Regions from separate parts of the Mus musculus genome. Here all the other regions are linked to region 3. Evidence: chromatin contacts called from public Hi-C data. All regions are on one chromosome and are shown on one strand. Each heading gives the region's core, a stretch centred on a gene start, on an enhancer-like site or on the middle of the called end of the contact. The rest is flanking DNA. Distances are from core to core; before and after follow the strand shown.

Region 1 (3,430 bases), core at 644-3,143, 2.6 Mb after region 3:
AGGAGATCCATCATATGCATACAATTAGACGCATTCCAGGAGCACAAAAGACTTGATCTATTTGTGTGTGCCTGCACTGCCAAGCAATTAGTGGAACCTAAAAGCAATTTTCTTAGAGCTGGGCTTTCACTCAAATGAAGCAAGGTTTGGCAGTTGAAGCTGCATTCACTCTGTTGCTAGGAAAACAAGAAGCAAAAGTGTGAAAGTTCTTTCCAAGGTTCCCTCCCTTCTGTTTCCTTTGCAAGCAGTCCTGTCCTGCTAATTCTGATGTCACAATTGCTTGGTCTTTATTGTCTTTGCCTTCAGATGAAAACAGGCTTTTACTTAGGGACCCGGATATGTATTTCTAAATTTGGTGCCTTTAGATTTTTTTTATCTGTTTATTTGTCACCATCTTCTAATCTTGCTCTGTTTGATTTCCTTAATTGTTCCTTTTTAATGTGAAGGATTCTGGGAATGATAAAGAGAAAGCAAAATGTGATGGGTAAAATATTGCAATACTCCTGCCAAGGGTTTTGTGCCAGGACACATATTAAAAGTGGCTCACTATCTGCCATATTCCCTGAAGACCAGTGTAACTTACCATTTCTGAAGATTTCTGTTGAAAATGTAGACTTGGATATTCTTTAAAATGTCTCTTATTATAGAGGTATTGTTCAGACTCATCTCATGGAAGGTAAATTGTCTTTGTATTGACACTGGTATGTAATAATACATAGGCATTAAATGATTCATACTGCTTACTGCAGTAAGTTTTAGACAGCAAAGTATATAGTAGAAGAACAGAGTGATGGCTCATCAGGAAGAAAAACTTGACAGTAAGGTTCATGGCCTGAGTTCTATTGCCAGAGTACACATGGTAGACAGAGAGAACCAACTCGTCTAAGTTGTTCCCTGACCATCACACTCATGCATATCGAAATACACACACCCAGACATAGACACAGACACACAGACACACACAAACACACACACCAAAGAGATAGTGGGTAATGAAAACATAAAATAAATATAAATGTGCTTTTTTTTGTAGGGGAAGGTTGAGATAAGGTTTTTCTGTGTATCCCTGGTTGTCCTAGAACTCGTTCTACAGATCAGGCTAGCTTTAAACTCAGCCACCTAGCTCCCTCTGCCTCCAGAGTGTTAAGATTAAAGGCAAGTAGCACCACTGCCTGGCTATAATTATTTTTTGAAACAATATATAAGGACTGTATTTAATAATAAAGTAGGTTTTCATGAAGAGCCTAAATTCACCATTTATAATAGTTGGTCTGTATATCCTTCAATAGTTTAATTCAACAGTGTCCTCATTAGTGTAAAAATAATATATGCTACACAGTACTATATTACTATTCTTAAAGTAAGCATATAGCATAAAGTATGTACCTTAAAATTCATTTGTATTGCTCAATATTTTTCATGCTCATCATTCCAAGAATATAAAAATCAACACTTACATTTCAGTCTAATTTCCTGTTTCTTAAAGTTTTTAAAAATTGTTTTGATATGCAAGGGCATAGAAGACTCTATTAAATGAGAAAATCTATGAAGCATCATTTTTTTTTTTTGCAAAGATATGAAGGTCATGGTTTTTCTATTAACAGGCATTCAGAGGAAAGAGCTTAAATCTGCTGAAAAACGGAAAGAGCTCCACTGATTTCCCCTCTGCTTTGAGTTCAGAGGCAGGCAGGCCGGTAATGCAGAAGCATGAACACCACAGGGCTGGTTTGGCAGGCGAGCCGTTGCTATTTCTGAACCATATATGTTTCTTTCTGTTTTTCACATGCCAGAGGCTCTGCTCATTGCCAACCTTTCTCCTTTGTCAAGCTCTGTAGGAAACTGCTGTAGCCCATGCTCAAAGGCAGCCAATAAGAGGGCGCGATGCTGCCACTGCCTTCACATCTCTACTGGAGAAAAAGGAAAATAGCTGCAGGATGTCAGGCCAGCCTTAAAATGTTATGTGATGTTATTGCAAAGAGTCAGAATTCAGCCTCTAAAATATCGTCCTTGATATGGTAACTGTAAGAGAAAGCAGTGTGTCATTGAAGAAAGATAGTAGTCCATTCTTGTTTTTGAAATCCTTTTATACATTTCCTGAAAGGTAATGTCATGAGATCTTTTGGCAGGGATTTTTTTTTCTATGTGTAATTTCCTACCAACCGTCCTTTCCTAAGAAAGAAGAGCAGATGGGTTTCTATTAAAAAAAAAATTAGTCTGAGACGTATCTATTTTTACTGTTCTGCTTAGGAAAGCTTGAAAGCAACAGAAACTCCAGGAAATCATTAGCGCATTTCTGTGAAGAATGTTAGTGTTCATGAGCCAAACCTCATGAAGGCATTATGCGGAAGCGTCAGGGTTCTCTACTTCTACTCTTTTCTCCCATATTGGAGGAACACACTTCTATGATGTAACTGCTGTAAAAACCACTCTATAGTAGTATATAGGGAAATCTTCAACAATAAAGCATTCCAAACTCTGAAAATGTTATAATAATTTAAATTATCTTAACATACATTAGCATATATATATATGAGTAAAATGTATTTTAAGACATGATAGTGTAGAGTCCTTTGAGCTGTCAATTTCATCAAATATTTATCATTTCTCTATTAAAAGTTTTAAAACCTCTTTGAACATTTTATGGAAACACATGTGCACAGTCGTCCATTCACATTGTCTGAATTGATAAATTTTGGTATGTATATGTAAAACTACGCTATAGTTTCTTACAAGGAAATTGAACTTAACAATTTAATTGTATTTTTATTTCTTTTTGTTTGCTTGTTTTTGTTTTTTGTTTTTTTGTTTTTGTTTTTTTTGGTTTGCTTTGCTTTGTTTTGTTTTTCAAGACAGGGTTTCTCTGTATAGCCCGGGCTGTCCTGGAACTCACTTTGTAGACCAGGCTGGCCTCAAACTCAGAAATTTGCCTGCTTCTGCCTCCCAAGTGCTGGGATTAAAGGTGTGCATCACCATGCCCAGCTGTCTTTTTATTTCTTAAAAGAATTCCTGAGCCAGTATGCCATTTGGTATTCCATTTGTCTTCTTCCACTGCTGAAGGCATTAGTTGCCATCTAGGTTGAAGCTAGAATCACCTATGCTCGGTTATGCTATCACAGATTGGGATTTGAGTTGTCTTCACCACACCACACTGAGCTTATCTTCCTTACACTACATGGGCGCTGATGTCATCCCATGTCCTCAAAATCCAGGAAGACAATGTTCTGTTAGTCAGTATCATTCACAATAAGTCTTGTTCAGGGAATAGTCATTAGGCATCATATTAATAAAAAGAAAAGGGTGGAATGAGGATTGGAATCTAAATATTCTTTTCTGTGACTACTCCAATGAAATTTTCCTAGAAAATCCTCTGCTCTCAGGATGAATATTTCTTGATACAAGTTGATTTAGTCTTGAATATTGAGGCAGAAAA
Region 2 (3,458 bases), core at 31-2,530, 2.9 Mb after region 3:
ATTATGGCATTCTTTGTGCTACTATTAGCATAACAGAGTCAATCAATGCGCTTTGGTCAATAACCCTCTGGACTATTAAGAGGGGAAAATGTTAGTTTCAAAATGAAATATCATGAACTAGATAAGGTGCTCATTATATTTCGAGGAGCAATTTGCATATTAGCACTGGGGATAGATAGGGTTTTTAAAACCCTCTTCACTCTTCTCGTCAACTTAATTATAAAGGACATAATCATTGCCTCTTTTCTGTAAATCACATTTAGTAATTTCACGTTTTTCCCCTCATCACTTTCTACCAAAGGACAGAGATAAATAATAAAAAAAAAAAATTAAAGTCAGCAAAGGATATTCCCAATTAAAAAAAAAATGTCAGTTTTTCAGAGATACACAAGGCAATGAGGACAATGTCTTACAAAACTCAGTAAAATCTTAAAGATCATTAATAAACTAAAAGTCTCAGAAAAAATAGATCTTCTTAGAACTAGGTTCAAGGCCAGCAAGCAAAAATCCAGTACAAATAAAGTCACAGGAAAGAAAACAAATTCACAACTGCCCTTTCTCTCACAAGTAATCTGTTCACAGGAAGAGGAAGGGGGCTGGGCAAAGCAGCCCCAATTGCTGCTCTTGTAATCAGAGTCTAATTTTATGCCATTATCCGTTTGAAGGTTTAAGTGGAATAAAGAGACACTGATCTGGGAATGCAAGAATGAAGCAGAACAAGCGAGATTGTAAGAGGAAAAACTCAGGTGTCCCTGAGGCTCCACAGATAATTCATTTGCACACAGTTTTCTGTGATGATGGATAAACGTAATTCTTAGTTTCTTATGGTGCCCCGCCCCTCAAGAGTATAAAACAGAACGATGAAATCCGGACTAAGATTGATTTTTAAAATTAAAGCGATTTTTAAACGAATTGAATTTCTACATGATTAGACACAGGTGGTTGTGGGCTTTCCTCAATCATTCCTACAATAATCAATATTCACCAACAATACTTTCCAGTGAATGTTTGTGTGTATGAAAGGGGGCGAGGCCTCTTAAAGAACAGATGAAAGTTTTCTATTAGATTTTACATGAAAGAACACATATGTGACCTTTAATCTTTTGAGCAAAATCTTCCTGAAAAGTGGCTAAAATTTTAAACAGGACCGATCAAAGCAAAATTTAAAATGTACGAGCGCCATCTGGTGTCAGCAATAAAAATACCCTGAAGGCGTCAGACCAATGTCCCTTTGAGATCTCAGCACAGTGCAGCAAGGGATTATGGTAGAATGAGGTCGACGTTCTTGAAATAGAATCCCCTCCATGGCTCAGACGAATATGTGACTATTTACCGTTTGCACTGGGGTTCAGTGAACCTACCATGGAGGCTGGCTGAGACAGTGAGCTTACCATGTCATTTGCTCTTGAGTACTTCTCACCCTAAACCTGTGTGCTTCAACTCAGGGATTCACATGAGTGCCTCAGTTTTCCTACTCTCTCTAAGTGAACCTTCTTGAATCAGGAAAAGCACTCCTCTGCTTTTAGAAGCAATGTCTGTACAAAAATACAGCAGAAGCAGATGGGGAGCACATTTTTAAAGAAGAAACTTGAGGCTTATAATGCTAATGTGCCAAGATGAAATTAGCAATATATTATAAAGAGCTATCTAAGCAGTGGTAGTTAAGTGAAATTTGTGCACTCGTCTATTAATAGAGCCTGAAAAACACTGCATTGCATCTCCTGATCAGCAACCGCCTTTCCCAACAACTACTGGGCAAGTCAGTGGCTCAGCCTAGCCCTAGGATATTTTGCTACCTAGGTTGCTGATCGTTACGAAGACCAGTAAAGAAGTCCAGCAATGACATCACTGTAGGTCAAAAGGTTTCAAACTTGAGGTCTAGCCAAGTTGTTTTAATGACTCCTAAAACAGCATTACATTTATTTCTGGAAGAAAGGCTCAATGCAACATTTCAGCCATACTCCTTCTGTTCAGGCAGATAAATAAAATGCAGCATACAATGTAGCCATAAAAAAAATAGGGAAAGCAAATAACCCTTTACTGTTCAATAGAATGATTTTGTGTAGAAAATGCTGTGTCTCTTTAGTTTTTTTTTAAATTAGGCTTTTATTGAAAAACCATAAACATTCAAACAGTAAAAACTTTTGTCTTTGTAATAGCATCTTTTAAGCATATAACAGGTAACTGATATCATCGCTTTCAAATAAAATTGTTCACAAGATTTCAGTCAGCTGTTGGCATCTAATTTTCAAGCAATGGTGAGAAATTACATGCTCTTTCCTCCTTTGTCCCCAAGCAATTATCCCTACCAGAGGAACAAGACAAAAGATTCTGAGGCACCAGGCACTTAGCTTTATTGAATCCCAGGAGAGAACCAAGTGTGGCAGAGGAAGGGACTGACTGGAACCAGATGTCTTAACACCTTAACAACACAGTTTTCTGTAGCAATGGCTGGCTTGGTACAGAAGGAGCAGGGATTCAGGTGGAATGTGCTGTAATAAAATCCTTTATTCAGAAACATTCAGGAGAATGGCACTATTCACACCAACTCATGAATTTTCCAGAGTTGCTCTTGGCTGATGTTCCTCTTGCCTTACAAGAAAATGAGAACCAAATTTGTTCTGAAACATACAAACGATTGTTAGACACAGTGTACTGAATGTCTACCATGTAATAAGAACATTTAAGGGATGGAACAGATATAGCCTAAAATAAAAACCTATGTAAGTTAAGGCAGTGATACACAAAAGCACCAGTAGTATCTTCTCAGAATCCATGAATTTACAAAGTGCAATGTAAGTTTTAACCTTTGAAACACTCATTTATTCCTTAATTAAAACCATTTTGTTTGTTTTAATTGTTTTTTATTTCTTTTTCCTCAACCATCGTGATCTCTATACTGAACAGAAAACATTTAATGTCTTGGAAAGTTTCTAGACCACAGAAATGTGTTGTGGCAGCATCCATTTTCAATCATGTCACAAAATTGCAAACTTTTCTATCTCTTCTCAAATACGTATTGATTCTGCAAAGTTACAGATATGCACCTTTAAAGATGTTTTGGTTAGCATTTCTCCTAACTTCTGTGAGTTGTGTCTCTTCAGAGAGCTTTTGCCTTAGCAGCAACTGGACATTCCCATTTTTTCTTTGACATCTGATATTAAGTCTAGACATCTAAATCTTAGATGCACATTAAAGATGATCCTTTGAAGGGTTACCGAGCTATATTAACAAAGGAACAACTGGATGAAAAATTATAATATACTACATCTTTAGATGACAAGAATAATAATTATGGAACTTGTCAAGGAAGATCTGTTGCAAAGATTTGCAGAACAATAACACAGAAGGGTAAATATATCGGTTTGCTATTTAGTTTCAACATCCAATACCAAGAATAACAATCAACAACTAACTAGCCAAATAACTAGTCACAGGACTTTGAATTCTATACACTG
Region 3 (3,301 bases), core at 519-3,018:
GCTCTGCTTATTATAAAAATGTTCCTTATGAACTAGCACGAATAAAGGCTGAGTATTTGTTGACTATAAACTAAAAATTGAGTGTGGCTAGCTAAGGAAGCAATTACAGTGTCTGCAGATGAGAACAAAATGGAGGGACACCCCTGTGTAAGTCACTGTGCTGTAAGTACAGAGGATTGCATTGGGGAACTTAGTTACATTCCCACATCATTAACCTGTTTATTTGGTTCTGAGAGCCAGATATAACATCTGAGTGCCCACAGGCAATTCTGTTCTCTTTACTTAACCACAGCCCACCACCTTCACCAGATTCCTCCTGAGCTCGTAATTATTAAAAGCAAGGTCACATGAACTAAGACAGTGGCAATGTCTAGCACGGAAATGTTATCTCTTTACCACCACCCCATATCCTAATAACTGCATGCTTTCTCAGCAGAACTGCCAACCTATCTTCATTTCGGATGGTTCCCATCACAGTCAGGTAGAGTTCCCAGTTTCCAAGTGAAGCATTAGCTGCCTGCAAGCTGTGTATTATCTCTACACTTAAATCTCGCCTTCTATTCGTTGATACAAAGAACATAAAAGCTTTCCTGTGAGGGAGACCATTGACATATATATTTTTTTCGACTGTATTTTCTACTAAGTTGCTGTGTTCTGGCTTTTGACCTTTGTTTTACATTCCTTTTAGCCTCAGCCCTCTTGTTCTTTGAGCTGTTTATTTTGAATTTCTGGTCTTTCTTCTTATGCTCTTACAATTTTCATGCTCCTAGCCAAAAAGAACTCTTGATCCTGCAGTCTCTGACAGGTCGAGTCAGTGTTCTGCTCCTTGCTAGTTAGCAACATTAGATATAAAGATGTTTCGGCTATCTTCTCATGCCACCTTGACCTGTGGGTCCAGCCTTCTCTTTAGGCAAGATGCACTTGGTCCACCTTTATTCTTGCTTGTCTCTTCATTGATTCTGCTTTGTTTCCATTTTAATTTCATAGGTCAAGTCTAGTATTGGTTCCCAACTGATATGCATCATCTTCTTCATTAATCCTCACCATTAAATATCACTGAAAGCATGTGGAAAAAATTTTCAATAGGAGGGCAGGAATTAGACCATCAAAATTTATATTGGCAAGGAAGGAGTTTCTGAAAATCTTCATTTCATGTATGCAACTCTCTTATACCTCAGATCTTTGTACTTAGGGGCAAAAGAGCCTACATTAATTGTCACATCTCCTGCAAGTAAGTTCTGTTTCCAAGAGTTCCTTTCACTTAAAGGCCAACAGATTACATTAAAGGAAACCTCTTCAACCTGATTTTTAATGGGAATCAATATAAGTAAAGAACAACAAAGAACCAGCAATTTGATGGAGAGATGATCAGCTGGGATAGTTTTGAGTGATCACAGAGATGTTCCATGAGTTTAAAGGGCAGCTGTGGGCTCTGACCATGGACAGCATACGCAAGAACAAGTCTGAGAACAAGTTTGAAGAACATATAAAAGTAGCATGGTAGACATAAGAAAAGTAAAGATCTGTAGAGAAAGTGGTGATGTCATTGGCAAGCACAGAGTCACATCACACTACTCCCCCAGGTGTGTGGGGAGCACCATGGAACAGAGGCCTGGGAGGCCTCTGTGCAATCACCTAGTATGGCCTCCTCCTTTTTCCTGGGTTTTAAGAATACATCATGTTTTTCCTGCCTCCTGTACCCCATACTTAGAAAGTTTGGCTCTGCATGTTCAACACTTTCAGAAATAGTTGCTGCCTTAGAACAGTCTGAACTGGATTAAAAGAAGACTGCTTCCCTGGGGGAAGAGGAATGACAAAAGCAAAGTTGCTGCCCTACATGGGAGCTCAGCGCATGCTTCGCATCTGCTCTGCTTTCCACATTTAGTCGGGCTCTTCCCTTTTGTAATATGCCAGATGACGTAATGCTGCAGAAACTTCAGGGTCAATGCTAACATTTTTATAAGAAAAACATTTTAAAGTGAAGAACTAGCAACTTTACAGTGTTCTGGGGCCACTCTGTGTTTTCACAGTAAGTCTGTAGCTCTAGAGAGATCCCCAAGATACTATTAATAAGGTGGGGAGAACCTACATCATGTACGGTAGATTTTATATAAAGTCTCTTTATCCCTCCCCCCCTCTCTCTCCCCTCTGGTGTGTGTGTGTGTGTGTGTGTGTGTGTGTGTGTGTGTGTGTGTGTGTGTGTATGTGTGAATATGTCTAGTATTGCTACTTGTAAACACTCTAGCAACAACTTCATACTTTAGGGCGGGGGCTTTTACAGCAAGCCTGTGTATTTACTTAAAGTGGCACAATATTTACACTTAAGGATCCCTCTGGAGTGAAGCAGTTAGTCACGCTTCATCTGCTTGTGCATGACTTTTCTCAAAGGCAGTCCTTTCTTTTGGCACTAACACAGTTAGATTGTAGCCCCCATGACAACACATCTTCTGTGCTTATTGGCTTTTTTAATATACTATAACTGCAAGGAATTGACCCATTATATCTTAAGAAATGTATCTCTTGCAAAGGCCCAGAGAAAGTTTGAGAAGATTGTAGCATGAGCTGGTGCCCTCTGAAGGAGGGTAAAGGTTGGAAGAGAAGCAAATTATGCCACATCTGAGAACACTGGAAAGTTTGGGAACATTAAAGATCCATATGATCTGAAGGAAAAAAAAAAAACACGGTGCCATCATACTATAAAATCTAAGTGTCATTATACAGTAAACCAAGCAAGAAGCAAATGTTCTAGTAACTAATGTTCTAAATAAGGAAATAATAGAATGGTGATGTAAGAAAACACAACAAAATAAATTAACACCAAAGAAGCCTCTTACTGTATATTCTTGACAGAATTTTGTTGTGCCTTTCATTTTAATGATATTAAAGCTTCCATAGTAGCGAAGCTAAAGCTTTGGGGCTCCACAAATAGTGAAATACGGAAGAAAGATACTCTATATAGGCCTTAATTAGAAAATCACAGAAAGTAAAATACTAATTTTGTATTTAAACTCTGTGTAAAAGAAATGTTCAGGCAATGCTTCTTTTTCATAATTATTAAAGCTTCCTAAGTCCATGTGAAATATATACTACTCCTTGCCAAGACACGTGTACCTCAGGCATAATAATTTTTAAAAAGTTGCTATGTTCTCACAGCAGATTTAACACCCACATAACACAGAAAAAACTCAGATGTCACTGTGTTCTGTGTACCTCACACACTACTTTCTATAAGCGTGGAATGAAATCATTGTTATTTTTAAGCAATGAGTTCATTTGCTATGATAGGGAAGAACAAGAGAGG

The links. A called contact is a pair of places that touch in the nucleus more often than the background predicts.
Region 1: a Hi-C map of cortical neurons shows a contact between it and region 3, with 2.9 times the contacts expected there. The contact joins two enhancer-like sites. A contact is called at or near these places in 2 of 484 Hi-C or Micro-C datasets (cerebral cortex and cortical neurons).
Region 2: a Hi-C map of cortical neurons shows a contact between it and region 3, with 2.7 times the contacts expected there. The contact joins two enhancer-like sites. A contact is called at or near these places in 1 of 39 promoter capture datasets (hippocampal neurons), 37 of 484 Hi-C or Micro-C datasets (the HPC-7 cell line, LSK cells, the STO cell line and 24 more) and 4 of 115 datasets of contacts at active chromatin or transcription factors (PVALB interneurons, astrocytes, embryonic basal ganglia and 1 more).

What each region holds. Positions count from the first base shown.
Region 1 is chr4:80,202,313-80,205,742 of GRCm38.p6, forward strand. No RefSeq gene overlaps it. Among named protein-coding and RNA genes, the nearest start is that of Gm32658, 430 kb to the right of the region's middle. Within about 2 kb of position 1,894, at least 16 of the 459 cell types and tissues checked have an H3K27ac peak or open chromatin away from gene starts, as enhancers often do. A contact at or near this core is called in cortical neurons, where this site is marked.
Region 2 is chr4:80,516,356-80,519,813 of GRCm38.p6, forward strand. The region is part of intron 1 of Gm32658 (a long non-coding RNA gene); the gene reads right to left. Among named protein-coding and RNA genes, the nearest start is that of Gm32658, 110 kb to the right of the region's middle. Within about 2 kb of position 1,281, at least 26 of the 459 cell types and tissues checked have an H3K27ac peak or open chromatin away from gene starts, as enhancers often do. A contact at or near this core is called in cortical neurons and hippocampal neurons, where this site is marked.
Region 3 is chr4:77,645,898-77,649,198 of GRCm38.p6, forward strand. All of the region lies in intron 2 of Ptprd (protein tyrosine phosphatase, receptor type, D), which reads right to left. Among named protein-coding and RNA genes, the nearest start is that of Gm38646, 340 kb to the left of the region's middle. Within about 2 kb of position 1,769, at least 9 of the 459 cell types and tissues checked have an H3K27ac peak or open chromatin away from gene starts, as enhancers often do. A contact at or near this core is called in cortical neurons and hippocampal neurons, where this site is marked.